2 separate regions of the Gossypium hirsutum genome follow, and region 2 is linked to region 1. A link is a contact called in public Hi-C data. All regions are on one chromosome and are shown on one strand. Each heading gives the region's core, a stretch centred on a gene start, on an enhancer-like site or on the middle of the called end of the contact. The rest is flanking DNA. Distances are from core to core; before and after follow the strand shown. Region 1 has its middle 41 kb from the start of LOC121228662. Region 2 holds the start of LOC107948544 (fructose-bisphosphate aldolase 6, cytosolic).

Region 1 (2,964 bases), core at 288-2,787:
AAAGAAATCAATTGCTTTTACTAATATCATAAGCTGTTGTGATTGCAGGATCAACAGTTGGTCGAAGCGACTACTTTCTTATGGTGGAAAAGAGATTTTCATAAAAGCTATTATTCAGTCCATCCCAACCTATGCTTTTTCTGTCTTTCTTGCTCCAAAAGGAATTATTGAGGCCTTACACTCGAAAATGTGTCGGATGTGATGGACGAACAATGAGAAAACTCGGGGTTGGGCTATGATGGCTTGGGAGCGCTTGTGCTATCCCAAAGGAATGGGTGGCATTGGTTTTCGGAACATGCATCTGTTTAATATTGCTCTTCTTGGTAGACAAGTGTGGAGGCTCTTGAAGTTCAAAGACACCTCATGTTTTAAGGTACTGAGTGCAAAATATTTTCCCGAGGGTGATGTGCTTAGGCCGAAATACTGTGATAAACCATCGTTCACTTGGTCTAGTATTGTTAAAGCGAGCGAAGCTCTCAAGGATGGTTTTCTGTGGCAAATTGGGGATGGAAATACTATAGACATTCGAAGGGATCAATGGGGTATAGAGGGTCTTAATGGAGATTCTGTGTGTCGGTCACCGTTAACAGCTGAAGAAAGAAAAGTCAAAGATTTATGGGACCACAATCAGGGGCGGTGGAAAAAGGACAGGGTTATTGAGCTATATGGCAAAACCATGGAGGATTATATTTATAATTTACCCATTCTCCATAATGGGATAAATGATAGCTTAACGTGGACTCAAAAACCGCATGGTTGTTATAGCTCAAAATCAGCTTACTCGTGGTTATCCCTCAGGAGAATTGGTTTCGGCCCCCATAGAATGGTTTGGAGAGTAATATGGAAGTTAAAAATGATCCCCAAGATCAAGGTCTTCAGCTGGAGAATTTGCCATAATATTCTTCCTACATACGACAATATTGCTCGCATCCGGCCTGACTTCTCGACAGCTTGTCCCAGATGCAACAGTGGTGAGGAAACGCTTATCCATGCTATGCAAAAGTACCCTAAGGTCCGAGAGATCCTAATGATCGGAGGGTTAAACAATAGGCTGATTGAAGGGAGATATGAGCGGTGCGTGGACTGGGTGGAAGATGTCCTTCGTGAGCTTGATAAAAAAGCTGCTGCCGATTTTTTTACCCTCCTCTGGAATTGCTGGAATGCTAGGAACAAGTTGGTTTTTCAGGGGAAGGATGATACTACTAAGGTGGTGTGGGAAAGAGCACAGACCCTGAGCAAAGAGTTTAGAATCTTTAATCTGGCAGACCCGCCTGCTCTCCCCCCAACTCCGGTGCGTAAAAGCTGGACGAAACCTCCAAAGGGTGTTATTAAAATAAATGTCGACGCTACGGTTTTGAATGGAAAAGTTGGATACGGGGCAATAGCCAGAGACCACGATGGCTTCGTTATTGGGGGTTGTTATGGGTATGCGAATAAAAACCTGGACGTGACATGGGCGGAATCTGAAGCTTTTGTGGAAGGTTTAAACTTGGCTTTAAAGTTAGAAGTGGACCAGCTCATTTTGGAATCTGACTGTGCCAGTTTGGTCAACGCGGTGAATAAGAGAGATAATGACGTTACCATTTTGGGCTGCTATCTTAATAAGGCCTGCATGAATTTTAAAAATTTTACCTCGGTCCATATTAATTGGATCGACTGTTGTAGGAATAGGGTTGCTGATTTACTTTGTAATTTAGCTATTAAGGAAAAGTGTAATTTGTTTTTCAACGTGGATTATCCCAAGGAAATCCATAATATTGTCATTGATGATGTAATGAATTGAGGTTGACCTTCGGGTCTTTTTTATAAAAAAAAAATTAATTTACTCATTTTTAAATATAAGAAGTAACTATTGATTGAGTCTTAGCTCAATTGGTATGAGCATTGTTTCCAATGCAAGAGGATGTGGGTTCAAGTGCGCTGAATTGCATTATCCTCCTATTTATGGGTTGGGGAGGGACTATGAATAGTTCTAGGCATTATATCAAAAAAAGCATATATAATTAGAACCTATAATGAGATTAATTTATATATAGGCTAGGCTATTTTTGGAGAGAGTGTAGAAAAGATTTACCTTTAAGTTGTATTTTTTTTTTACTTTTTTAATATAATTAGTTTGTTTGGTAGGTTGTTAAATGTTAGTAGGTTTTGTATTTAAGTTCCAAGTTTGATTTTTCTTCCCCTCACAATTATATATTTTTTATTTCATTTTGTTTTAAGCTTTTTATATTTTTAATTAATGTTTTTAATATATCAGTTTATTTGGTTAAATGTTTAAATAATAATGATAGACTCATGTTCAATTCCCTTTTTTTGAACACATTTGTAATTTTTATATTAGTTTGTTTCAAGCTCTCTTTTTTAAATTAATAAATATCTTATTTTTAATTTTTTATTTTTAATTCATCTTTTTAATTAATAACTCTTTTATTGACAAAATGAAATAATAAATATGTAATTATATCATAAAAATATATATTTTACATATATCATTATGTTAAAAATATTTGAAATTAATAACTATTTTATATATATATTATAAACATCAACTAATTTTTTTGATATATTTTTCTTTATGTATAATATTTATATGTCAAATATTTAGTTTCTTCACATATATTGTGCATATAGTGATTTCTAATATTATAAAATGAAATAATTATTTCAAATATAATAATTATTTTTATATGTAAAACATTTCAAATATCGTTGTTTTTTCATCTACATTGTGTGTATAATATTTCAAAAAAAAATTATGTGAAATATTTCAATTAATTATTTCAAATATCATTATGTTTATATGTGAAATATTTTAAATACACATACAAAAATATATAATGCTAAAATTTACTACACTCATGATATGAATTGAAAATTAATATATTACACATATAAAAATTATATTTACTAAAAATAATCATTTTTAATAATTATTTGATTTTATGAATACAAAAGTTCTTAACT
Region 2 (2,964 bases), core at 189-2,688, 95 kb after region 1:
ATCTTAGTTCGTCATTTTAACAAACGCTTGGTGTGGATTTATTTTAAGTGATTTGCAATGAAATTTGATTTCCTCTTTAGTAATATTATCTAATTAATTGTCTTTCAAATTTCAAAAGTTTAGGAATCCTCGTTATTATTTTGATTCGAATGAATGATTCAAATTGCCAATGAAAGTTTAAATAAAAAATTAATCCATTTTTACCATGAAAAATTGAAATCAATCTTATATAAGCTCAAAATGATAAGTGTTAAAAACATTTGAGGGAACGAGGAAGAAAAACTGGCATTGATTGAGAAAGATGAGAATAAAAAATGTGGACTTGAGGGGAAGGAAAGTGTGAAAATATAATAAATTTTCAATATATTTTTATATTTTTTTGAGTATCTCATATATTTTTATAAATTTTAATAATTTTTAATTTTTATATATTTTTAAATTCAAATTCAAATTTATGTTTTTTTAAATTTTAAAATCATTGCCAAATTGGTATAATGTGTATATATTAAAAGTTAATTTTATCTTTTTAAATCAGAATAAAATTAATAAAATGAGCAAACATGGATGGCTAATTTTGTTATTATACTAGGCCAGGTCAACATTCTGTTTAGTGATTAAATCAATTTTAACAGTAGAATGATTAAAATTGACAACTTATCTAACATGAGTGACTAAAATAACAAAATTTTGAACGGTGTGATTAAAATAGAGACACAGGTAAACTCGGGTGACTAAATATGTAGTTTACCTTAAAAAACTTACTTTATAGTAATTTAACTAAAAAATAATGTTATAATAAACTTAAATTTGACAAAATAGTTTTAACAGTATTAACAATTAGATTTAAATTTTAAAATTTAAAAAATATAGAGATTAAATTTTTAAACAAAATTAAATATTAAAATTTAAATTTATGAAAAATACATCAACTTATAAAATATTTGAACCTAAAAGAAATTAAAGAATACTCCTTAAAAAGATTAATTAAAATTGGAATAAATACAAATATGAGATTAAAAAGATTACTTTGATATCTTTGAGTTTTGACGCTTCAAAGTATAAAAAATGTGTTGTTGAAAACAGTTGGGTTTGACTCATCACGCTTTCCTGCCCACTTATTTCACCGGCCCACCTATTTCAACCGCTGTTGTTTTGAGAAACTTTTAGAAACGCCTATTTTCTATTCCTATGTTTCTTCTCAATTTTGTCCTTGTTGGTTTTAAATAAAATTAATGCGTGGAATATGTTTTATTTTTAATAACATTTTCAATTGAATTTGTGTTTGTATAGTAGAATTTGTATTTCTTTGGACTTCAGTGACTAGTAAATTATATAAATTAGGTTATTTTATTGAGTAAAAGGTGGGTATTTCTTTTTGCAAAATTCAGCAAATAAATATATTTGTATTTAAGAGATAGTATTTATCAAAAATCACTTCGGTTTTGATTTTAATAAAAAATGTTAGGTGGACCAACCTAAAAGGAATAGATGGGAGTGGGAGGGGTAAAAGCGGAAAAGAGGAGAAAAAAATAAAAAACCAGATACGAAAAAGTGAGCAAAGATCCCACGGGCAGTCCATGGGTTACTTGGAAAACACGACAAAAAAAGAAACTAACCGATAATCTCGAAGCCACCAGCTCTCTCTGTATCTCTTTTAAAACCCCTAACCCCTGCCCCCTTTTCCCCTCACTTCCGTCTCTCTCTTCTTTCCTCCTAGCCAAAAAAAAAAAAAAAGCCTCTTTCCTGTCTCTCGTTCTTTTTCCTGTTCAATCATGTCTTGCTTCATTAGCAAATATGCTGGTAAGTACTCTTCCCTTGCTATTTCCCTTGCTCTTTATTTTATGTTTATAAACTTAATCTCTCGGATCCATCTTAGTGTTTTTTTTGACTGATCTGTTAGTTGTTTTGATAGTTTGACGAGAAAAAAATGTTAGTTGATTTGCTTGTTTTAATCATACGAACTGTATTTTGATATATGGATTTCTTCGGATCTTCTAAGGCTGGTTATATTGTCTTGTGATCTGTCAGTGGGTATTAACAACATGGTTAAATTTTGGGGTAATATCTGAAGATCTAGATCTGCATGTTTGTACTCGCTTATTATTTCTCCAGTCATTTTTTTTAAGCACCATGATATGGTTCGGTTCTAGATTTAAGGAAAAAAAAGATTGATGAAGTTGATAATGTTAATTTTATCTCCTTGGTGTGTTTTCATTTTAGATCTGAGATTACTGAATCTTAGCCATGCACCCTTTTAAGTTTTTTTTTTTGTTTTTAAATATTTGGATCTCTGTTTATTGAACTTTTAATGGGGAATTGGTGGCTTATTATTATTTTCTGAATCATGAATCTTGTAGATGAGTTGGCTAAAAACGCTGCTTACATTGGAACCCCTGGAAAGGGTATCCTTGCTGCTGATGAATCCACTGGCACCATCGGCAAGCGTCTTTCAAGTATTAATGTAGAGAATGTTGAAGACAACAGGCGTGCTCTCCGTGAGCTCCTATTCACAACTCCTGGAGCTCTTCAGCACCTCAGTGGTGTTATTCTCTTTGAGGAAACCCTTTATCAAAAAACCGCTTCGGGTATTACTAAAATGACATACTTTGATAATACTAAGAACCGCGGTAGTTTTATTCCTTTTTAAGAGTTATGGATGGTTGTTGATTTCTGATATTGATGTTTGATGTGCAGGCAAGCCCTTCGTTGATGTTTTGAAGGAAGGTGGTGTCCTCCCTGGCATCAAGGTTGACAAGGGTACGGTTGAGCTTAATGGAACCCATGGCGAAACTTTCACCCAGGGTCTAGATGGCCTTGCACAGCGATGCCAGAAGTACTATGAAGCTGGTGCCCGCTTTGCTAAATGGCGTGCTGTCCTTAAGATTAGTGCTAATGAACCAACCGAGCTTGCAATCCAAGAAAATGCCAACGGGCTAGCTATGTATGCTGCCATCTGCCAGCAAT

Evidence for each region. Hi-C and Micro-C count contacts between places; a contact is called where the count stands out from the background.
Region 2: a contact with region 1 is called in a Hi-C map of leaf, with 2.1 times the contacts expected there. The contact joins the promoter of LOC107948544 here to the enhancer-like site in region 1. A contact is called at or near these places in 11 of 34 Hi-C or Micro-C datasets (callus, fibers, hypocotyl and 2 more).

The regions. Positions count from the first base shown.
Region 1 is chrA04:57,014,219-57,017,182 of Gossypium_hirsutum_v2.1, forward strand. No RefSeq gene overlaps it. Among protein-coding and RNA genes, the nearest start is that of LOC121228662, 41 kb to the left of the region's middle. Within about 2 kb of position 1,538, at least 4 of the 9 cell types and tissues checked have an H3K27ac peak or open chromatin away from gene starts, as enhancers often do. A contact at or near this core is called in leaf, where this site is marked.
Region 2 is chrA04:57,108,830-57,111,793 of Gossypium_hirsutum_v2.1, forward strand. It overlaps LOC107948544 (fructose-bisphosphate aldolase 6, cytosolic), which reads left to right and starts at 1,439. Exons shown (of 3, transcript XM_016883133.2): 1 at 1,439-1,800; 2 at 2,358-2,585; 3 at 2,695-2,964. The coding sequence starts at 1,773.